Regions from separate parts of the Mus musculus genome. Here region 2 is linked to region 1. A link is a contact called in public Hi-C data. All regions are on one chromosome and are shown on one strand. The core of a region is the stretch at or near the end of the contact, and the rest is flanking DNA. Distances in the headings are between cores, read along the strand shown.

Evidence for each region. Hi-C and Micro-C count contacts between places; a contact is called where the count stands out from the background.
Region 2: a Hi-C map of the N1E-115 cell line shows a contact between it and region 1, with 3 times the contacts expected there. The contact joins two enhancer-like sites. A contact is called at or near these places in 3 of 484 Hi-C or Micro-C datasets (the N1E-115 cell line, nephron progenitors and neural progenitor cells).

What each region holds. Positions count from the first base shown.
Region 1 is chr6:93,000,891-93,006,601 of GRCm38.p6, forward strand. The region is part of intron 1 of 9530026P05Rik (RIKEN cDNA 9530026P05 gene); the gene reads left to right. Among named protein-coding and RNA genes, the nearest start is that of Adamts9, 60 kb to the left of the region's middle. Within about 2 kb of position 3,916, at least 20 of the 459 cell types and tissues checked have an H3K27ac peak or open chromatin away from gene starts, as enhancers often do. A contact at or near this core is called in the N1E-115 cell line, where this site is marked.
Region 2 is chr6:93,132,390-93,138,335 of GRCm38.p6, forward strand. It overlaps the pseudogene Gm5313. Among named protein-coding and RNA genes, the nearest start is that of Gm38863, 59 kb to the right of the region's middle. Within about 2 kb of position 1,687, at least 13 of the 459 cell types and tissues checked have an H3K27ac peak or open chromatin away from gene starts, as enhancers often do. A contact at or near this core is called in the N1E-115 cell line, where this site is marked.

The DNA of each region.
Region 1 (5,711 bases), core at 2,666-5,165:
AAAGAACACTGGAAGCTTCTTCCAACAGAGGGAAATGGTCAACGCAAGAAGCAAAGCTCTAGGTTTCTGGCAGGTGACAGCACTGCACCAGCTGCAGCCTGTGACTGAGTTCCAGAGGGAAGGTGAGGAGTGTCAGAGTTTAGCTTGGGGCTCTGTCTGGGGGCTTCCTTTAAATGCAAGTGTGTGGGCTCCCCTTTCTCCTTTCCCAAAGTGCCTGTCAGTGTGCAGAGTCGTCATGGCTGTTGTGGACACCCTACGGATTCTGCCAACACAATGGAAATGGTGTGACCCTCACACACCTTTGCATAGGCAGAGACCAATGAGGAGGGCAAGGCATGTATCTGTCTTTCTCCAAAAATGAGTCATGCCATTCCAGTTCAGTCCGTAGCTCTTGTGGCCCCCAGAGTAAGGCCCATCACAGCCTAGCATGCCTGGGTGAGTCAGTTACTCTACAACTCAGGAGCGATAACCTCCTCCAGCCAGCGGGCCATACCTGCTGCTATTTGAGTACCTATGTTTCATGCTTTTTTTTTGTTCTTTTTGTCCCAACCACTAGCCTTCTCATCAGTTTATTAGATGTGGTATACTCTATTTGCCGTTTGAGTTCTCTGTTATGCCTCAAAAGGTTTCTTCCTTCCACTCTTTACCTTACTTCCATTCTCCATGACAAATGTCACAGTATTCTGAGTCCTGGCCCAAGTGGTGGGAGTCACTTTTAACACATTGAGGTCTCCACTGTTGAGGGTTCTACCACTGAACATGTATGTAGTGATTTCTTGATTTGTTTCTTGTTTTGTTTTGAAAATTCTTGAATATGTCTATCTCTGGTCTCTTCAGCAAGTTCCTTCCTCTTCTCTTCTTTCCTTCCTTCCTCCCTTTAGCCTTATTCAGAAGTTCTTGTAAATAGCATACTGACTAAGACTTGAGACAAGATGCTGAAGGATGAAATGGATAATACTAGCACCTGATATTTATGGTGCTGTGAGCCAGCTTTGTCCAAAGTAAGCATTACCCATGGAAGTAAACTGTCTTACGTCTCCAATGCTGTTAACGGGAGCTTCATTCTGATCTGTGAAAATCTCCAGCTTGGACCACTCTGACCTCTTCAGTAAGGAAGTACCTGTTCTCACTGGCCAGCCTGGGTTTCCTGACCAGTCATTATGGTAAGGAAAAGAACTCTGGCCCACATGAAGTTCAGCTGCAGCCTATCTGTGAAACCAACATGGAACCAGTCTGACTCTTTGGCTACCACTTATGTGAGATGCGGTGGGGGTGGGGCCGTGGCAGATCAAGATCAAGAATAAAGGAACCATGCCCATCTCAATCACATTCTCAGGCAATTAAATCCAGCAGCCATGTTTGCTCCTTGAGTAAACACATTAGTGCCTTTTACTTCCTTCTTGGCTTCAGTGCATACAGGGCAGAAATGCCTACACTGTACTAATTCCTAGTGCCTGTCCCTGATGCCACAGAGTGAATAAAAGTAGCAGTCAGTTGTTTGGTTGAACTAGGCTTAGCATCCAAATCTAGGAGGACTTTCATAACAGGATGACTGACTGTTTAGCTTCATGTGCTCTTCAAGGGACCAAGCCTTTCCAGCATGGAGACCTGGACCTTAGTTTGCTTTCTCTGACAGCTTCCTCCAAAGTAGCCAATCTCATCCCACACTAATCCTGTAAGGAAGAGCAAAGTGAGGCCCTGGATGTTTTTCTCTAACGTGCATCACATTTACCCAGATGACGACTTAATGTGTACATATTGGGAGTGTCACCTCATAATTCTTTAATAGCAGGTCAGAAAGGGGGTCTAGGAATTTGCATTTCTGAGAAGTCCCTAAACACTGTTGCTGCTGGGACCAAATCTGAGAAGCTCTGAGCTGTCGTGGTCTTGTTGTGCTAACAAAATCAGTTTGTGATGGTTTACCTGTGAAATGTCCTCCACAGGTTCAATGTGTAAACACTTGATCCTCAGATGATTATTTTAATTGGGGGAGGTTGTTAACCTTTAGGAAGTGGAATCTAGTTAGAGGAAATGGGCCATTAGGAGGTCAGAAGGATGCACCTTAAGGCTAAAACCTGACCTTACTTCCTGCCTAAGCCTTTTCAGTTACTTTGTGACATATGTCTACTGCCATGAGTAGGAGCTCATCTAACCAACATGCCTTCCTTGCCACAATGGGCTATTCTCTCTGTAAGTTTGTAAACACCTGGTATCAATTCAACACAGGGGGAGTTTTCCCACTAGATTTAGTGTCTACAAACCTAAGAGATCCCTTCCTTATGTGTACTTGTATTACAGTATCAGTAAAGGCCTAGTACGAAGAAATTATCATATTTCATTTTGGTCAAGACAATGGTATCTTTGGCCTGGGTGGAGACCTAAGAATCCAGTTAGGGTGGATAATCAGTTAGCTAGGGGACCACCCCTCAACAAGGCAGATCCACCTTAAGTCATGCTTAAGAGATAGGAGGAACAATTACCTGTTTTATGAGATAATGTACTTTCTTGCCCCCCTGCCCAGTGCAGTCAGTACAGTAACCATGAGATTGTAACTTTCTAACCCTGAGTCTTAACCTTCCCACCTCTTCTCTTTTGTCTTTTGGATGCTGGCCAGAGTCTAAGTATGATTTTTCTGGCTCTTTCTCTATCCTCCCACCCCCAGCTTTATTACCAGTCATCTGCTTGTCCACCACATGGCTAACCACAGACCTAATTTAAATGGCATGGCTTTCTCTTGTCCTCTGTTCAATCTTATCTCCTTGGGCAGCTGCCTACATTTATAGCTTGTCTGCTTTGAGATTTTTCTTTAGAATTAGAATAAAATCCCCCCCAGCTGCCTTTCAAATCTGCCTTAAATTCTTTTATCAATGAGACTAAGAATTCTACGATGGGGACGCCAGTGCCCTTGGTAGCAAGGGCATTAGTATCTGATAAGGCCTCATCCTTTGTTGAGTAGTTAGCCAGTTAACCAATGTCAAAGGTCATTTGGAAGCCTGGCCAGGATCCCTGGAGAATTTAAGAACCATTCTGGCAACATTAGATAGAGTCTTCTGGCAAGATAGTTTCTAATGGGATTAGGAAGATAGCTTAATCGGTAAAGCGCTCGCTTTATGAGCATAAAGACTCCAGTTCAAGTTCAGGAAGCAGTGGAAAGTCTAGCAGAGCCACACTCATTTGTGATCGCAGTGGTGGAGAGGTAGAGACACAAGGATTCCCAGAGTTCACTGGGTTTCCAGCCTCCCTACATTGTGAGTTCCAGGCCAGCGAGAGAGAGCATCTCAAGACACAAGCTGGATAGCACCTGAGCAACAATATCTGAATCTGACTGTTAGCTTTGACATGTGCACACACCCATACACACACACAGGAACACCACACACATGGACGACACACACACACACACACACACACACACACACACACACACACACAATTGCAAATGGTCCTTCCATCCTTATGGTAGACTCCCAAAAGCCCTGAGAGATGGAAACTCATATTCTTTTATCCTAGAAGTGGCGTGTGAAGTTCTTCAGTGCTGAAAAGAACTGAGGTAGTAATAACCCAGTCTGTGCCAGTGTGGCCCTCCTCCAGCCTCCCAGAGACTAGTTGTACTACTAGAGGAAAAGCAAGTAGAAAGGAAATGAGAGCCACTCCTTCCACCGGGATTTGAAAAGCACTTCTTTTCGCCCTTTTGGACTCTAAACTTTTGGACACCAAGATTGCTCTTAATCTAAAGAAAACAGCAAAAGGATTGCAAGGCCTGAATACCTATTAATCAGAGAAGAAAAAAAAATTCCCAGCTCCATACATACATTATCAGGGAGGAGTTACACCATCCATTATTCTGATGGGTCCTAGAGGGAGGTTAAGGATGAGATCAGCCCCAAACACAGGCAGAGTTTGTTGGCAAGTGCCACAGTGGGGGTGTGTGTTGCGATCTTTTTTTAGCCTCACTAAGGATAAGAGCATATGTGATGAAGCAGCTATCTGTCTAAAAGTGTAACCCCAAACAGAACCTTACAAACGGGACAGAAGGAAGAAAACCAGGAGTGGAGAGAAGAGACAATGAAAGATGAGTGTTGTGTTTGCCCCTCTGTCTGGGAAATCTGCCATCTCACTCCATTTCATATGCTGACGGCCTTGGGAGTCATGCCCAATCTTCTGACCCATATTAGGCAGTAAAACACACACACACACACACACACACACACACACACACACACACACACACACCCATTTGTCTGCTTACCTTGATAAGAGGTAAATTTTGTGTTTATTTCCAGATAACTAGAGAAAGCATTGCTTGAAAATGAGCTGAAACTGTGGTTTGCCTGGAAGTGTTTATAAAAAGGAGAGATGGGCTGACAGGAGTCCACTGGTTTGTAATCTTGTTTCTCCTTCAGTGTTTAGATTTGTTTTTTCTGCAACCTGCCCAACAGTTTTGCGTGGCTTTGGATTTGAGTCCATGTCTTTTGTATTTATTGTTTTCGAATCACTGGCCTCCATAAGTCTTCCTGTTACAATAGATTTCCAGTAAATGGCAAAGGCCCTTGAATCTGTCTTCAGTCTTAGGTCAGATTGGCCAAAAGCCTCACATGGGTGGGCATCCACAGAAGGCCTTGACTGTCATGTTTATTTGCTTACTTTGGAGGTAGGAGACTGCCCTTTGTCCCAAAGAGTGGATACAGACATTTATGATGATGAGCAGTTGAAAGCCAGTGTGAGCTAAGTGGCTGGGCTTGGCTGGAACCAAACCCCAGTCAAGGTCAGAGTGGAATGCTGTTATTGCCGCATTAGCATTATCATCATCAATACGATTCTCCAAATTATTTTTTAATGGGGCCAATTTACCTCCAAGTCTGTAACCAAGGCGCAGATCACTTGTCTCCTCTTCAGCAGCCATTAGACATCAGTAAGGCGGAGTCTGGCCCTTTTAGCTCTAAATCTGATCTTGAGCTTTCCCAACAGTTACTTTATCCCCTCTCACCTCCCTTCCTCCATGCTGGAAATTGCCCATTAAACTCTGATTCAGAGTGCAAAGCTTCAATTGCTTCTAAGGCGCATGTTGCTCATAGCGCTCCTTTACATGAGCGAAGGATTTCAAAGCTGTTCGCAGTGTTGTTGCTTATACAAGTGGTTCTAGCACACCTAGATAAAACATCAAATTCGAGATGCTGTGTTGGGGATAGGGGCATGGATTAGCAGGTGAGAGAGTGCCTGGGTTAGAAACCCCAGCATCCACATAAACTGAAATTGGATGTGCACGCCTGTTATTCTGGTAATGCTCCCTGGCCCACCAGCCTAGCACAAAGGCAAGCTTCCGACTGATTTTATGAGAGTCTTGTAACAGGCTAGAGAGCAACAGGGAAGACACTGGATGCTCTATCCTCTGCATCACACTCACAGAAGAACACATCTCAACACACACACACACACACACACACACACACACACACACACACACAAAACTCGTATACAAGAGTACCTTAAAACAGATCTGGAAAATCTTCATACTTGCACAGCAAACCCTCAAGGAGCCATCTCCTCAGCAAACAGAGACTTCTAAAGTACCATCCAATACCGCAGAGCTCTAGAAGTCAAAAATCTGGGCGGCCTTAATGAGCTTCTTTTCTTAGGGCTTTACAGGACTGAAGCAAGGTTTCAGCTTGCCTGGATATTCTGGAAAAGTCCGCTTTAAGTTGACTCTGGTT
Region 2 (5,946 bases), core at 437-2,936, 130 kb after region 1:
TTGATTTTTGAGACAGGTCTCACACCCTGGCTTAAAGCTTGATCTGGGCATCATTTTGACGGCCTAGAATTAAAAAACAAGCCAGGCCTGAATGGCAGAAATAGATATGTGATGGTGGATATAAAGGTGATATTCTCTTCTGACTTCTCTCCTGCTTTCTGGCCCATAGTCGGAATGTGAACAAGGCTCACCCACAGGCTCCCACCACCACAGAGCTGCGCCATACCTTCTCCCACCACGGTGGATTATACTTTGACATTTCGTGCCAAAATAAAACTTTCTTCCCTTAAGATGTTTCTGTCAGGGTTTTTGGTCAGAGATGCAAACATAACTCTAATAAACAATCTATAAATGATTTATCATTGTTCCTAGCTCATAATAGCAGCTCACAATTTGGTGGTGATTCCAGACAGTACACACTCCCAAGTGATCTGACCACAGCATTAATCTGTTGTAGGATGTCTCCTGATCTCCTGGGAGCATTGGTTTTTGAAAACTGGCTGAGAACTCACTGATGTTCATAGAGGAAAGTGAAGCTTGCCTAACCTTAATTAGTCAGGCCAGAGCCCTACCTGTGGTCTGAGTCTCCCAGTGCCTTCCCAGTGGGCTTTGTATAAAGCCCACAGCTTGCCCTGGCCTGGGTTTCTGAAGGAAAAGACCTGGAGTAACACAAGGATGGGTGAAATACAGTTTTGAGGACACAGGCATACAAACCCACCAGGGCACCTGCCTTCTCTGAATGGTCTCATGCATTCAAGATGCAAGATGTCTGAGAACCACAGGGAACTCACTTCTAGCATCTCACCTTCCTCTTCTATCCTGAGGATGGTTGTACTTGCCCTGTGAGCTCCTCAGACTGTAAGTGAAGAGTGTAGGTGAAGAACATCCATTAGTTATCAACAAAACAACATTCCCGGCACACAGCAAGGGTTCAGAAAACTGTGCCAGTCATTGACAGTGTTTCAAGGTATGGCCTATGTCAGAGACAATAAAGGAGATTCCATGACAGTGGTGTGTTTGCCAGGGCCTTCCTCGTAAAGGACTTAAAAATTTTTTCTTTAACAAACAAAACAAAAAAACAAACAAACAACACACCCCCCCTCAAAAAAAAAAAAAAACCTGGCTAGAAATGGGGCCATAGACCTTAACAGGTACTTTTCAAAAGACTATCAAATGGCCAACAGTACAGGAAAAGAGGCTCCTTTTAAAAAAATCAACTGGGTAATGCAAATCAAACTCACCCTGGCATGGGAACTGAACTCTCTCTTACAAGGATGGTTACTATCAAATATAACAAGTACTGTGGGATGTAGGGAAAATGGAACCCCATCCACTGCCGGTGAGAGTGTAAATCAGTGACAGTGGAAAAGAGCATGGCGGTTCCTCGAAACAAAACAAAAATACAGAACTAACCCAGTAACCCCACTCTGCATATGCAGCCAAAGAAAATGAAGGCAGTGTAGTGATCCAGAGGCACCTCCATGCTCAGTGCTGCACTAGACACAGAAGCCAAGAAAGGCAGAGAAACTCATAGACAAAGAGGGATACTATTCATCCATAAAAAGAAAGAAATTGTGCCATTTGTGCCATAGCTGTAACTGGAGATGATTGTATTAAATGAAATACTCCAGGCACAGAAAGACATATAGCATGTGATCTCCTCCTGATCTCACAGACATCCAGAGCAGAACGATAGCTTCTAGAGACCAGGGGACTGTGCTCTGATGACGGAGCACTGAGTCACTTCTCAGCAGCAGTATGAAGTTCTGATGCCGCTGCTGCACACTGCTGATTGCAGATTACAGCTCACTGCACACAGCACAAGCTATGAGGAAAGGATCTGCAAGTGTGAGCCATGACGTTTTCAATTGAGGAATGACTGAAGACGTGATTAAGCATTGGGTAAGGTACAACTGAATCAAACATCTTGATATTTCATGAATATGTATATGTTTATGTTTAAATTTTTAAAAAGCGTCAGTGAAAAGGTTGTCAGCAGAAACATCTTGAGAATGCTGTACAGTGAGCAACACTATGAAACTTTTTGTTAATATTGCATTGGCCCGCAAGTAAGTCACCACATTCCTCTTTAACAGTGAGAGTATAAAAGACCAATCTGGTCACGGTGCTGAGGGCAAGTGACTGCTGGGCATCCAACCATAAATGGGACATCTCCATCATGCCTCTAAGGCCCATAGGAAGAGGGTAGAAAGGCTGTAAGAAGAGGAGGGTGGAGAGGCGTGCCATGGAGTCCCACCATCCACCTGTGCCATTGCAACCACAAATAGTAGTGGACATGGACAAAGACTGGACCCTCAGCACTGCCTCTTGGACAGAGGGCACCCAAAGGACTCACCCCTCCCTGAGGAGCTATTGACTGTTAAACTGTTGATGGTTGCTACAGGAGGGAGTGCTATCTTCTTGGATGGTATAGCCACTGAGAAGAAGAAGAGGGAAATGGGGTGATAACAGGATGATGGGGCTGTCGAATATAGTCGCGCACATTGTGTGAGTGACAGTGTCAGAATGGTTTTTTAAAGAGAGCTGCTAGTTTTTTGCTGCCAGCATGGAGGAATTATGGTTTAGGTTTGGGGACGTTGGATATCACTCCAGAAATTTCTGAGGCAATTAATCATAGCAGGGATGTCTAAACAGTGCTCACCCATCAGGCAGGGAGCCATGGCAGACCTAGAGCCAAGGCCCAACAGAAGAAGAAATGAGATACTTTATGGAAATTTTTATAGTAATATGAATAGTAAATGTTGCTTGTGGGATCCAGATTGTCAATGGAGTTTATCGGCATAAATCTCTTTCATCTCACTTTCCAGCAGCTTATTTTTATTGTACTTTATAGAAACAGTCCAGAACGAATAAGTTTTAAGACAAATAAAATACAAACTCATTTTAAATAACTTCTAAAAGCATGATCCTCAGAAGTTTGTTCCTAGACACTAGTGTTCTTTTTTATTTTCTTTAAGATTTAGTTAGTTAGTTAGTTAGTTAGTTAATGTATATGGGTACTCTGTTTCATGCACACCAGAAGAATGCATCCCATTACAGATAGTAGTGAGTCACCATGTGGTTGCTGGGTATTGAACTCCAGAGCTCTAGAAGACCAACCAGTGCTCCTAACCACTGAGCCACCTCTCCAGTCCCAGGCTGCTCTTGAGAATATTAAAATTTCAGAAGCATTGCCATGGTCTCCAGAATACTGTCTCAACCTCCAAATTGAGTAAGCACCACATTCCAGCCCTGGAACTACCTCGTTTCTAAAATCAAGTCTGCTCAGCGGGTACCCGTCCCAATCTTGGTAAGATCAGGTTCAGCTGTGTCCAATTACAGAGGGCTGGCACCTAGGCAGACTTGAGAAAGCAGAAGCTGAAGGGTGTCCTGGTCAAATCTCTCTTCCTTTCCTTTATAGGGTTGAAATTCAACCCTATAAAGAAAGAGAATACAAAGGTGGGTCAAGGAGTCCAAAGCTAGATCTCAATGCATGAGCCAATGACAGCCACCCATGGCCATAAGCCTAGGGCTGGACCGTGGTTAATAATATTGCTTGTCATCTTGACAGGATCTTTAATCAACGAGGAGAGGAGCTTCTAGGCAGCTCCCTGAGGCATGCTTTTGGATTGGGTTAACAGAGGTTAGAAGACCCACCCCGAATGTGGGTGGCACCATTACATGAGCTGGGGTACCAGACTGGGTGAGAGGGATGCAGTGATCTGAGCATCAGCATCCATTACTTCCTGACTGAGGGTGCGGTGTGACCCAGTGGCTGAAGCTCTACTTTCTAGCCACAGTGGACCGTATCTCCTGGAAGACTTCATGAGACAAATCCTTCCTCACTTTGTTTTTCTTTGTCAGATAACCTTGTCACAGAAATCAAAAGAATAACTAATACACAAGCCATTACTCTCGACCTACTCTGAGTACCTTGGCACGGTGGTTATGTGCATATTAGTAGTCACCCATCACCTAATCCCAGATTTTTCCTTCTGGTATCTTTCAAATTCCATTCATAGGTTTAGGATTGTTTCTTCCTTATCTCCATGGATGAATCAATACGTCTTTCATATGTCCTAAGTTTTGTTTTCTTTGTGTTAGGAAACACCTTTTACAAATTAATTCTGATACTGTTAGCACGGAATTGAATCTTTGAGAAATTAGTCTCCAAGGGGCACTAATTAGGCTTGAGATAAATGCTTGTGCATAACTGGGTCTGTTCCTATCTGCTGTATTTCTGTAGGTGTCATTGTGATTGTCTTCTTCATTGGCTAAGGGCTTTTCTTGCTGTATTGATAGCACCATGTAACTTTAAACTGTAAGTGCTGATACAAGCAACTTAAATAAATTATGGTATGTTCTCTAATACCCACTACAGTAGTTAATGAATCCTGCCACATTGGGGGGGGCAGTGCAGCAAACTTTTATTGATGGTATTCAAGAGAGTAGGGAGGGCTCCCTAGGCCCCTCCTATTATTATGGGGGTCTAGGGTGGAAATTGTGAGGGAGATGCTCAGTGTTGGGGGCCGAGTTTCGATAGGGACTCCTCAGCAACTGAGGGCCTCTCTCTTGCTCTTGGTGTCCTTGGTGGGGTGGCTGGTCCAGGGTTTATTACTCCTTAGAGGCCATGTAGGCCATGAGGTCCACCACCCTGTTGCTGTAGATGTATTCATTGTCATACCAGGAAATGAGCTTCACAAAGTTGTCATTGAAAGCAATGCCAGCTCCGGCATCAAAGGTGGAAGAGTGGGAGTTGCTGTCGCAAGAGACAACCTGGTCCTCAGTGTAGCCCAGGATGCCCTTTGGTGGCCACTCAGATGCCTGCTTCACCACCTTCTTTTCTCCAGGTTGCTCCAGGCAGCACATTAGACCCACGATGGACACGCTGTGGGTAGGAACACTGAAGGCCATGCCAGTGAGCTTCCCTTTCAGCTCTGGGATGACTTTGCCCACAGCCTTGGCAGCACCAGTGGATTCAGGGATGATGTTCTGAGTAGCCCCATGGCCATCACGCCACAGCTTTCCAGAGGGGCCATTCACAGTCTTCTGAGTGGCAGTGATGGCATGGACCATGGCCATGAGCCCTTCCACGATGCCAAAGTTGTCATGGATGACCTTGGCCAGGGGGACTAAGAAGTTGGTGGTGCAGGATGCATTGCTGACAATCTTGAGGGAGTTGTCATATTTCTTGTGGTTCACACCCATCACAAACATGGGGGCATCAGCAGAAGGGGCAGAGATGATGACCCTTTTGGCTCCACCCTTTAAGTGGGCGCTGGCCTTCTCCATGGTGGTTTCGCCAGTAGACTCCACGATATACTCAGCACTGGCATCACACCATTTGATGTTAGAGGGGTCTTTCTCCTGGAAGATGGTGATGGGCTTCCTATTGATGACAAGCTTCCCATTCTCAGCCTTGACTGTGCCATTTTATTTGCCATGGGTAGAGTCATACTGGAACATGTAGACCATGTAGTTGAGGTCAATGAAGGGGTCATTGATGGCAACAATCTCCACTTTGGTATGTGGAGAATAGATGGCAGTCCTGGTAACCAGGCACCCAATATGGCCAAATCTGTTCACACCGACCTTCACCATTTTGTCTATGGGACAAGGCTGGCACTGGATAAGAAGATGTGGCTGTCTCTGGAACAGGGAGGAGCAGAGAACCCACTTTGTTTTTGTTGTTGTTGTTGTTGTTGTTTTTGTGACTGAACTATGTATTTATTTTACTACATATTTATTTAACTGTGACATTTTCAAAGTGGTTATGCTCAGGGATCAAGATGGATCAATACCATTCATGCTCTCTCCTATCAGTACGGTCCATGAATTTAAACCTTTGCTTTAGAATCAAAAATCCTGGGGAGCAGAAGAGCTGGCTCAGCCTTTAAGAGCACTTGCTGCTCTTGCTGAGGACCAGGATTTAGTTCCCAGCACCTG